Linked DNA regions of Anas platyrhynchos: region 2 is linked to region 1. Evidence: chromatin contacts called from public Hi-C data. All regions are on one chromosome and are shown on one strand. Each heading gives the region's core, a stretch centred on a gene start, on an enhancer-like site or on the middle of the called end of the contact. The rest is flanking DNA. Distances are from core to core; before and after follow the strand shown.

Evidence for each region. A called contact is a pair of places that touch in the nucleus more often than the background predicts.
Region 2: a contact with region 1 is called in a Hi-C map of subcutaneous adipose tissue, with 4 times the contacts expected there. The contact joins the promoter of NT5E here to the enhancer-like site in region 1. A contact is called at or near these places in 3 of 8 Hi-C or Micro-C datasets (liver, skeletal muscle and subcutaneous adipose tissue).

The regions. Positions count from the first base shown.
Region 1 is chr3:83,785,248-83,789,377 of IASCAAS_PekinDuck_T2T, forward strand. The region is part of intron 5 of SNX14 (sorting nexin 14); the gene reads left to right. Among named protein-coding and RNA genes, the nearest start is that of SNX14, 12 kb to the left of the region's middle. Within about 2 kb of position 2,419, at least 1 of the 8 cell types and tissues checked has an H3K27ac peak or open chromatin away from gene starts, as enhancers often do. A contact at or near this core is called in subcutaneous adipose tissue, where this site is marked.
Region 2 is chr3:83,853,313-83,857,442 of IASCAAS_PekinDuck_T2T, forward strand. NT5E (5'-nucleotidase ecto) reads right to left here and starts at 1,985. Exons shown (of 9, transcript XM_027454936.3): 1 at 1,252-1,985. The coding sequence starts at 1,584. LOC140002229 (a long non-coding RNA gene) reads left to right here and starts at 1,639. Exons shown (of 2, transcript XR_011808475.1): 1 at 1,639-1,778; 2 at 2,541-4,130.

The DNA of each region.
Region 1 (4,130 bases), core at 1,169-3,668:
CAAAATTTCTGGACCATCTTTTTGTGCCTAATTGGTTTTTAATTGTGGCCGATGTCTCATGTCTGTCTTCGTTGTGTGATGAACACATTTCAGTATAAAACTCAGCTGCCTACGCAAACAGCAGAGGGAGCCTGAGCACCACGTATTGTCAGTGATCGAGCTGGAAAGCTCCAGGGTTTTATCTTCGAAGTTTAGAAAACTAGAGGGTGTTCAGTTGTGTTTGATAAAGTAATGGATGCAAGGGGACCGTCTTCTATCTAATTTTGATTTATCAGATAGAGGATTTTTTGGCTGGTGGAAGGCCACTTCCCCTTATCCCTTGTTTTGGACTGACAAGGCAGTTTGCATTCCACTTATTACTTGCATGCATTTTCAATACCCAAGGTGACTGAAGTCTGGAATATGTTGCATAGTGGGCATAGGAATATGTCCAGTTAGAAGTGTGGTGCAAAATGTACTTGGTCAAGAGCCAGCCAGCCTAGACCTTGCTCCTTCTTGCCTCCTGGTGAGCTGTGTGGGTGTTTCTGAACTGTCTTTGGTTTTACATGGCTGCACCTCTGAATTTTGAACTAGCTCCATGAAGTCACACCAGGCTGATCAGACCTAATGAGCTTTCCACGAGTCTGAACTGGGAGTTCAGTGAGCTGTAGTGCAGTGCTATTTGTAATTCTTCAGGCATAGAGCTTGGTCCTGAAAGGTTTGCTGGTTTCAACCCAGTAGTAGTATTGTTAACGTTTGTCTCGTTCTCTGTGTTCTCATTCAGGTGTTTCTGTGCTTTTCTGTGTTGCCAGCAGCAGTCATGCAGGGATGCCTGAACCGTGTGTGCTGCCATTTGAGGTCTCTCTTGTAGAGCATGTTAGGTCTGGCTTTTCCTGCTTAGACCTACCTTTGCCTTTTGTACAGCTCAGCTGACCCTGGAGGAAGGACTCCTGAATTCATTAAATGTTTTTCCTGAGCTACCACACCTCAGTAACCCCAGCTAATTCTTCATAGAGCCAAATCAGAAGCTTTCACCTCTAGGCTGGGCTTGTTTTAGCAATGTGGGTAACCACCAGCAGGCAACTCAGGCTTGCCAGGTGAGGTTGATAAAGCTGTCTGCTGCTTCCCTTTGAGAAAAGTCTGGCACAACTCCTTATGCTAGCTGACCCCCTTTCAAATGGAGTTTATGTAGACAATTCCTCTTTTTTTTTTTTCTCTCTCTTTCCACTGCCAGCTTATGCTTTCTTGCAGCACCTTGCACTCTCTGGGCATTAGACAAGTAACCTGACAACCCACTCAGAAGCTGAGGCAATGTAATGCTTACCAGAAATGTGTGTTGCAAGACAAAACCATAGATTTGTTGCTTCAGAAATAAAGTTAATCAGGGAAAAGCTGTGTTTTGTGCTTATATTATTAACAAACAGTGTAAGAATTTGTAATGTTTTATTAGCAAGTTAAAATTTAGAGGTAAAGATCCCTAAACTAAGATTAATTTAGAAGAAAGAAGATTAGTACTTAAAATCCTATGAACTCTACTGAAGTAGGTAGTTGCACCTATATGAATTGTTTGGGATTTATCAAGGTATTTATACTGGTTATCTTCCAATATTTTATTGAGTTATTTTTCAAGTATATGGGAATAAAGCATAGTTGTAAGTAATCCAACTACAAAACTACACAACACCAGTCTGAATCTGTTACTTATGCAGCATGCTGTTCAATAAGACTGTGTAATGTCTTGCTTTTACCAGCTTTTTCCTCATTTTAAATAGGCGACTTTAAAATTTGAATGTGTTACTCTATACTTAGTGATTTTTTTTTTGTCACTGATGCAATTGCAATTTCAGTTCTCTGGTTTCTAATCTAATTGAGTAATTACTGTGTTTTTCTAATATGTTACCATGAAAACTTTTTTTTTCCTTGATAGTGACTAAAATCAGCGTTTTCGCATACGGAGCTGCTTCTATTCCAAGTGTAAACAATGCAGTAAAAATTCAGGATTTTCATTTAATTACAAATCATAGTTTCAAATCATATCAGCTTACAATGTATTTCCTTTGTTCTTTTTTTTTAAGAGTTGTTTAAATTTCATAAGAATAATTGACAATCAGGAAAAAATAATTACTTCAGTATTTGGATGTGGTTTTCATCTATCATTGGATCCCACAGAGCTTTGCATGCAAGTTGGGTGTATCTCTTTTGGGATGTTTGACTCAGTAACTGTTTACAATTAGCAGACTGGGCCTTTTTCTTTTAGCAAATTTCTCCATTATACTGGTAGTTGTGTTTTTAAGTTTTTCTGCAAATTCTGGGAAAATGCAGCCAATTTAAAAAATGCTTCTGAGCAAGTTATTTGGATCTTCCACTGTGTCACTGGAGGTTTGGGATTTTACAAGTTCTTGATGTTCTTTTAACCATTCTCCAGCCCACTGATGATTAAAAGAATGTCTCTGCTAACCTATGGCACGGCATGAAAGTACGTGGCACAAAGCTGTGTCCAAGTAGAATTAGCCAGAATACTGGATAGCCAAGTGTCAATAAAATAGCAATGTCTTGGTCCAAATTACTTCATCTATCTTTTTGTCTGTAGAATATTAGTAGTACAGTCAGAAAATCTGTTTGCTAATCCCTTGGCTTCCTTACACAGCGTAGCTATTTGCTAACAATATTGCTTCCAAAATGTCAGCTGGTGACAAACCAAGCCTTACAGTTGTCTTATCTGCACACGATTAGCTGAGGATTGCTGTATTCCTCATGCCAGGCTGCTTGCTTTGAGGTGCCTTTTCATGCAGTGAGTTATATACTTGATATACCGTGCTCAACCCTATCTGCTGCTAACAGCTCACCTTCAAGATGCGTTTGGATGCTGTGTAACTTGGGCTGACGTTGCTGTAAAAATCAGATGCTGAATAATGTAAAATGATGCTATAGGCATAACATATTTGCTTTTCAAACATCCTGTTGAGGCTATTTTTTAATACAAAAGATATTTACATTTAATACGTATGCAGAACCATTTGGGGGTTTGCATACGCATTATGCAAACTGAAAGCTTTGATGGCTTTTCCATATGGTCATTAGCTAAGGCAGGAGGCAGCTTTCTTTGTTGTGCCATTGCTCAGCTGTCACAATGCAGTTTTACCGATGTCTTTGCTTCTACTGTAATGTCCATATATGCTTAAATGTTGGTATATTTTTAACCATTTTGTTGCATTTTGCAAAGTTCTGCTATTATGATCTCTTTTTCCGCTTAATTTAATTGCAGTTTAGTTGCACCTAAGACTTCCTGTAGTCCCCATTTGCATACAGTTTTCCCCCAAAAAAGATACGGAATTAGGTATTTTTCTCCCATAATCAACTTCAAGTAGTTTTAATGTGATTTGTCACCCAGCATACTGTATTGCAGCAGATGGAAATTGGCAAACCAGATTAAAGTCTAGCTGATATTTTGGCACAGTGATTTGGAAGTCGGTTTTAAGTTCTTTATTTTATATTTTTAAAAGGGAATACTATTGAATTAAATGGCATCTAAGTATTAGAACTTTTTGAAAAAGTTCTGGTGAAAATTTTCTTTTGGATGAGGCTCAGCTGAAATACCAGGAATGTATCTATGTCATTAAAAGCTACATGAGAAGCTACCAACTTTATAATAAAAAGTTAACAAAGCCGCATGTGTACTGAGCCAGAAGATTATTTGAAATTGTGTAGTATAGAAGGTTTTGGAGTAGCCAGTATGGAAAATGCAGTTTTGACTAGCTGAACTGGGATGGGTGCTTGCAGTGTCCTTATTCTAAAGGTTTTGAAGATGTTAATTCAGACTCATTCAGACTTCAGATCAACGAACTAGGAAACAGTCACTGTTTTCAGATATGTGGAAACTAGGCTAGATTTTCCTTGCCCAAAATCACATAGACAATATATTAAAGCAGATGTTGGTGTATAATTCCAGTTTACACTGAGACATTTTACTTAAGTCATTCCTGTGTGCACAAACATACTGGGAATGTTATGTATTTTACTCATATAGAAGGCAGCTCACTCTGCCCACGCAGCTTTCTTTTCAGTCACTGTCTGTTGAAGCATCACTGACCGTCTTTATTCCAGTTTTAAGTAGTAAAATATATATTGTGGTTCGATTAATATATATGTAT
Region 2 (4,130 bases), core at 735-3,234, 68 kb after region 1:
ATTTTTTAATCTTATTATGATGAAAAAGGAAACGGGACCTCCTAGCCAAACTGCTGATGCGTCTTCCTACATAATGTATTCCTAAAGCTGGGCGCTAGCTGGACACTGATGATTTTGCCTAAAGGAATTTCTTCTTGTGATATGACCAGGAACCAAACAAGCTCCTGGCTCATCCATGAGACAGTCAAACCAGCAAATGTTAAGGCTGAGAAAGAGCAGCCAGCAGCAAGCTTTGGGAAGAAAGGTGAGCAAAACCATCCTGAGCTCTCTCCCTGCGCTGCAGAACCCCAAAGCACTTCCCAGCTCTCAGGAAAGGCACGTCCTGCAGGCACACATTCCTCCCCATCGCCACTGGGAGGAAAACCCCTGGTGGTGTTTGTTTTAGGATTAGGACAAGGTTCATCAGGCCAAGCAAACAGAGCAGCATCCTCCCCAGAGCCGCCCCGCTGGCATGAGGTGTGTTTAGCCCAGGAGAGCGCTCTGGGACAACACTTTCCCTTCTGTAGCTGCTCTGGGCCAGAGGGAAGAAGCGGCTGAAGCCATTTTTGTTGGGAAAGGAAAGCTCAGTCCTTTCCTAAGAAAGCAAAAAGATAAAGACAGAGGACGTGATACGCCCAGAACAAGATTTTTCCCTCAAGCTGCCAGCCTGGATGAAATAAATCTCAAATGTAAACTCTCAATAAATAAACTCTCAAATGTAGGTTCCATCTCTTTCCTCCTTTCTGGGGTTGTACACAAGCAAAATAAGCCACAGTAATCCTTTACACAGGAACAGGCTGAGAAGCGGAGAGAAACGACCTCAGCATCCCCCAGCCTTATCCCAAATCCCTCAGTCTTCCTCTCAGCACTCGGTAGAGCAGAAGAGGCAGCGTGAGGGCACAGCTCCCTCTGAAGCACTCTGCTATAGTCACTGGGTGGCTCACACTACTACTGCAGCCACCCACAGCCACCTCACGCCCAGACCCTCACATCTCCAAACCTGCTGGCACCGGTCTCAAGCAGGTTAAAACCCCAAACCCTTTTGGAACAGCACCACCACCGCGTGCCTCTTGACCCTTCCCACAGGATTGAAGCCAGATGAGCTGCCAGCCGCGAGCCCCCCAGCACGGCTTTGACCCCTTGGCATGGCTGTGACCCCTTTGCTGCAATCCAGGCTCCTCTCACCCCCTGGACACCCCAGGAGCGAGGAAAGCCACCCCCCATCACCCCAAAGAGCGGGATAACCCCCCTCTCCCCTCCACCCCTCTTTACCATGGCGTCGTAGCGCAGCAGGTTCATGAAGTGGACGGCCTCCTGGCCCTTGTAGCGGGAGAACCAGACGGTGCCCTGGTACTGATCCCCGGCGTCCAGCAGCAGCACCGCGCCTCCCCCCGGGGCCGCCCGCTCGGCCGCCACCCGCGCCGCCCGCCGCGCCACGCCGCCCTCCCCGCAACCCCGCGGGGCCCCCGCGCAGCCCCGCGCCTCCACCCGCGCGTGGACGTCGTTGGTGTGCAGCACCGTCAGCCGCAGCCGAGCCGCCGCCGATGGGCAGAGGGGCAGGGACAGGCACAGGGACAGCCACAGCGCGGCCACCCGCCGCCACATCCCTCCCCGCTGTCCCCTCGCTCCACCCCCGCGGTCCCTTCTCGGTGCCCCCCGGTGCGCCCCGGTGCGCCCTGGTGCGCCCTGGTGCGCCCTGGTGCGCCCCGGTTCTCTCCCCCCGGTGCTCGCGAAGTGGTGGCACGGGAAGGCGAAAAGGCAGCCGGCAGCGAGGGGACAAACTCCAGGGAGGCTCCTCGGTGAGTGGTTGGGCTGCTGGAAGGGCTTTCTCAACCTTTCGCGGTGGCTCGCAGCGTCCCACCCAGCCTTTCCCCTCCTCCTCTTTTTTCTCCGGCGGTGCTGAAAATAAAAGAGCGAGCGGCTCCTGCAGCCCTCGGGATGGCTTAGGCGGCTCGAAGGGCTGCTTTAATTAGGGTTTTAGTGTTTGCAGCTCGTGGATCGCTTTCAAGAGGATTTCCGTGGTTAAATGCTGAGCGTACGGTTGTGGCTTGGCATGTGCCTGCTGAGGGGAAAAAACAGGAACGCCGATGCCCTAAATAAACAACTCGCGAGGGGTCCTGTGCCATTTCGGTCCATCAACGCAGCCCCCAGCCTGCCCCTTTAAGCTGTGTGCCCACAGCGTGTCCTGCTCCTAATAAACGAGCAAATTATCCGGAGAATGAAATTGTGGAAAGTGAGCTTTTCATGTGCTTTAACTTCCCTATAAGTCCCTGCACCCTATGGACAACCTCACATTGTAAGCAGTGACCAACTGGTCGATTACCAATTAGTTTATTTATTAGTTTATTTATTTATTTATTTATTTATTTATTTATTTTCTTAAAAGCAGAAGTTTCCCCATCGCATGAAAAAAAAAAAAAGTGACAGTTTCCTACAAGCGTTGCGGAGGCTGCACGCGTTGCTCCCTCCTTTCCGCCGGGTGATGTCACGCCACGGTTTCCTGGGCACCCAAAGTCCGTGGGATGGAATCTGAACTCATTTGGTCTGCTTTGTTTCCCCAGATGGCTGGGAAGCGAATGAACCTGTATTTTCTTCCATGGTGGCTCCGCTCCGCTGTCCCCATGCTCCCACGCGTGACGTGAATTAAAATAGCTCTGTGGCATCTCCTCATTTCCTTGGATGACTGTGCTGTGCCGTGCCTATCCCATCCCAGGAAAACCCTTCATGGCACGAGCCACGTTGGCAAAACCCAGAGTCGTATTTCTTCTCCTCCTTTCCACATCCCCCTCCCCTGGCTCTTGCAGACTGCCTGGCTGGGATCCAGCCCAAAGCCAAGACATTTACATGTAGGTGTCCACAAGTAGGTGCCCACGCCTGCACCAGTTTGGTTGAGCTTTCACTGTGGCCACTGGAAATCTGGTCAGGACAGTCACTGGCATGCAGGGAGTGTTCCCGTTGCCCTGCAGCAGACACAGCAACTTTATAAGTTTAAACAGATCAACGCTGGCAGAAAGTAAAAACCACTTGTCCTGAAGTCAGTCACGTCCCCTTTGTCCTGATCCTGCAGCCCTGCTCTGAAACTCCTAGACAAATAGCAACACGGGCATTATCAAGTACCCCAAAACTCCTAGGAAGTCACCTTTTCAAAACCAAAGACAACTCTGGCCAGCCACTCTCCTGGATGGCCAGGTTTGCACGCGTGTGTGCACGTAACACCATTTCTCTTGTTGTCGCCTTATCCTTCTTCACCAGTCATCATTCACAGCCACGTTATTTTTAAAGAAATGCTTGTTCTGCCCACCACAGCTATGTGCAAACATAGAGACACAGGGAAAAAAAAATAAAAATAACTTAAAAAAAGAGGTAGGGAGCAGAACATCCTTGTACACACAATATTGTCTTTGACTTGCCCAGCCCAGCCCAGCTCAACCACAAACTCCACCGAGCTCTTCCGTGTCTGGAACGGGCGTGCTTTAGTCTGGGCTGGGAGAGTGTGTCAGAAACAGCCCGGGATGCCCTGGGGTGCTGCTCCTTGTGTTTCAGGGGTGGGATGTGGAGTGCTCGTGGAGGGCCCACCCCGTGTCTCTTGTGCCTGCTGGCCATGGCCATCCACAACATCCCCCTTATCAAGCTTCCTGCTGTGGTTCTGCAAGGATCTCACCTCTTGTAACATCCACATACGAGGTGGTCGGACACCCAGTGGGCATCCTCTTGCTGTGGGAAGGGCTCTCTGATGACAGTGAAAACTGTCATCATGAAAAACATCTTGTTGGACATGAACTGAAGCAAGAGGAGGGAGCAGGTGGTGGACCAGCCTTGTGCTGAAAACCGCTGCTCCACAGCCAGGATGCCCAGAGTGGGGATATCTGAGTGAGGGGACATGTTACTGAAACAGTATGAAAAAATGTGCCAGAAAACATGTGTCTATGAGGAAGAGGGAAGGGCTAAACGGAGGAAAAAAGTGTTGTGTTCATAACTGTTAGCTGACTCCTTTCTTTTTCCACTTCTGCTCCTCTGAAATCGGTGTGCTCTAGGATGAGTCAGTGGTGCATCCTGTGACACTGGAGGTTGGTCCTTGTATTCAGCACGGGCACATGTCCCTGGAAAGCTCTCCCAGAGCTCCTTTAATCATTTCTCACCCAGGAGAAATG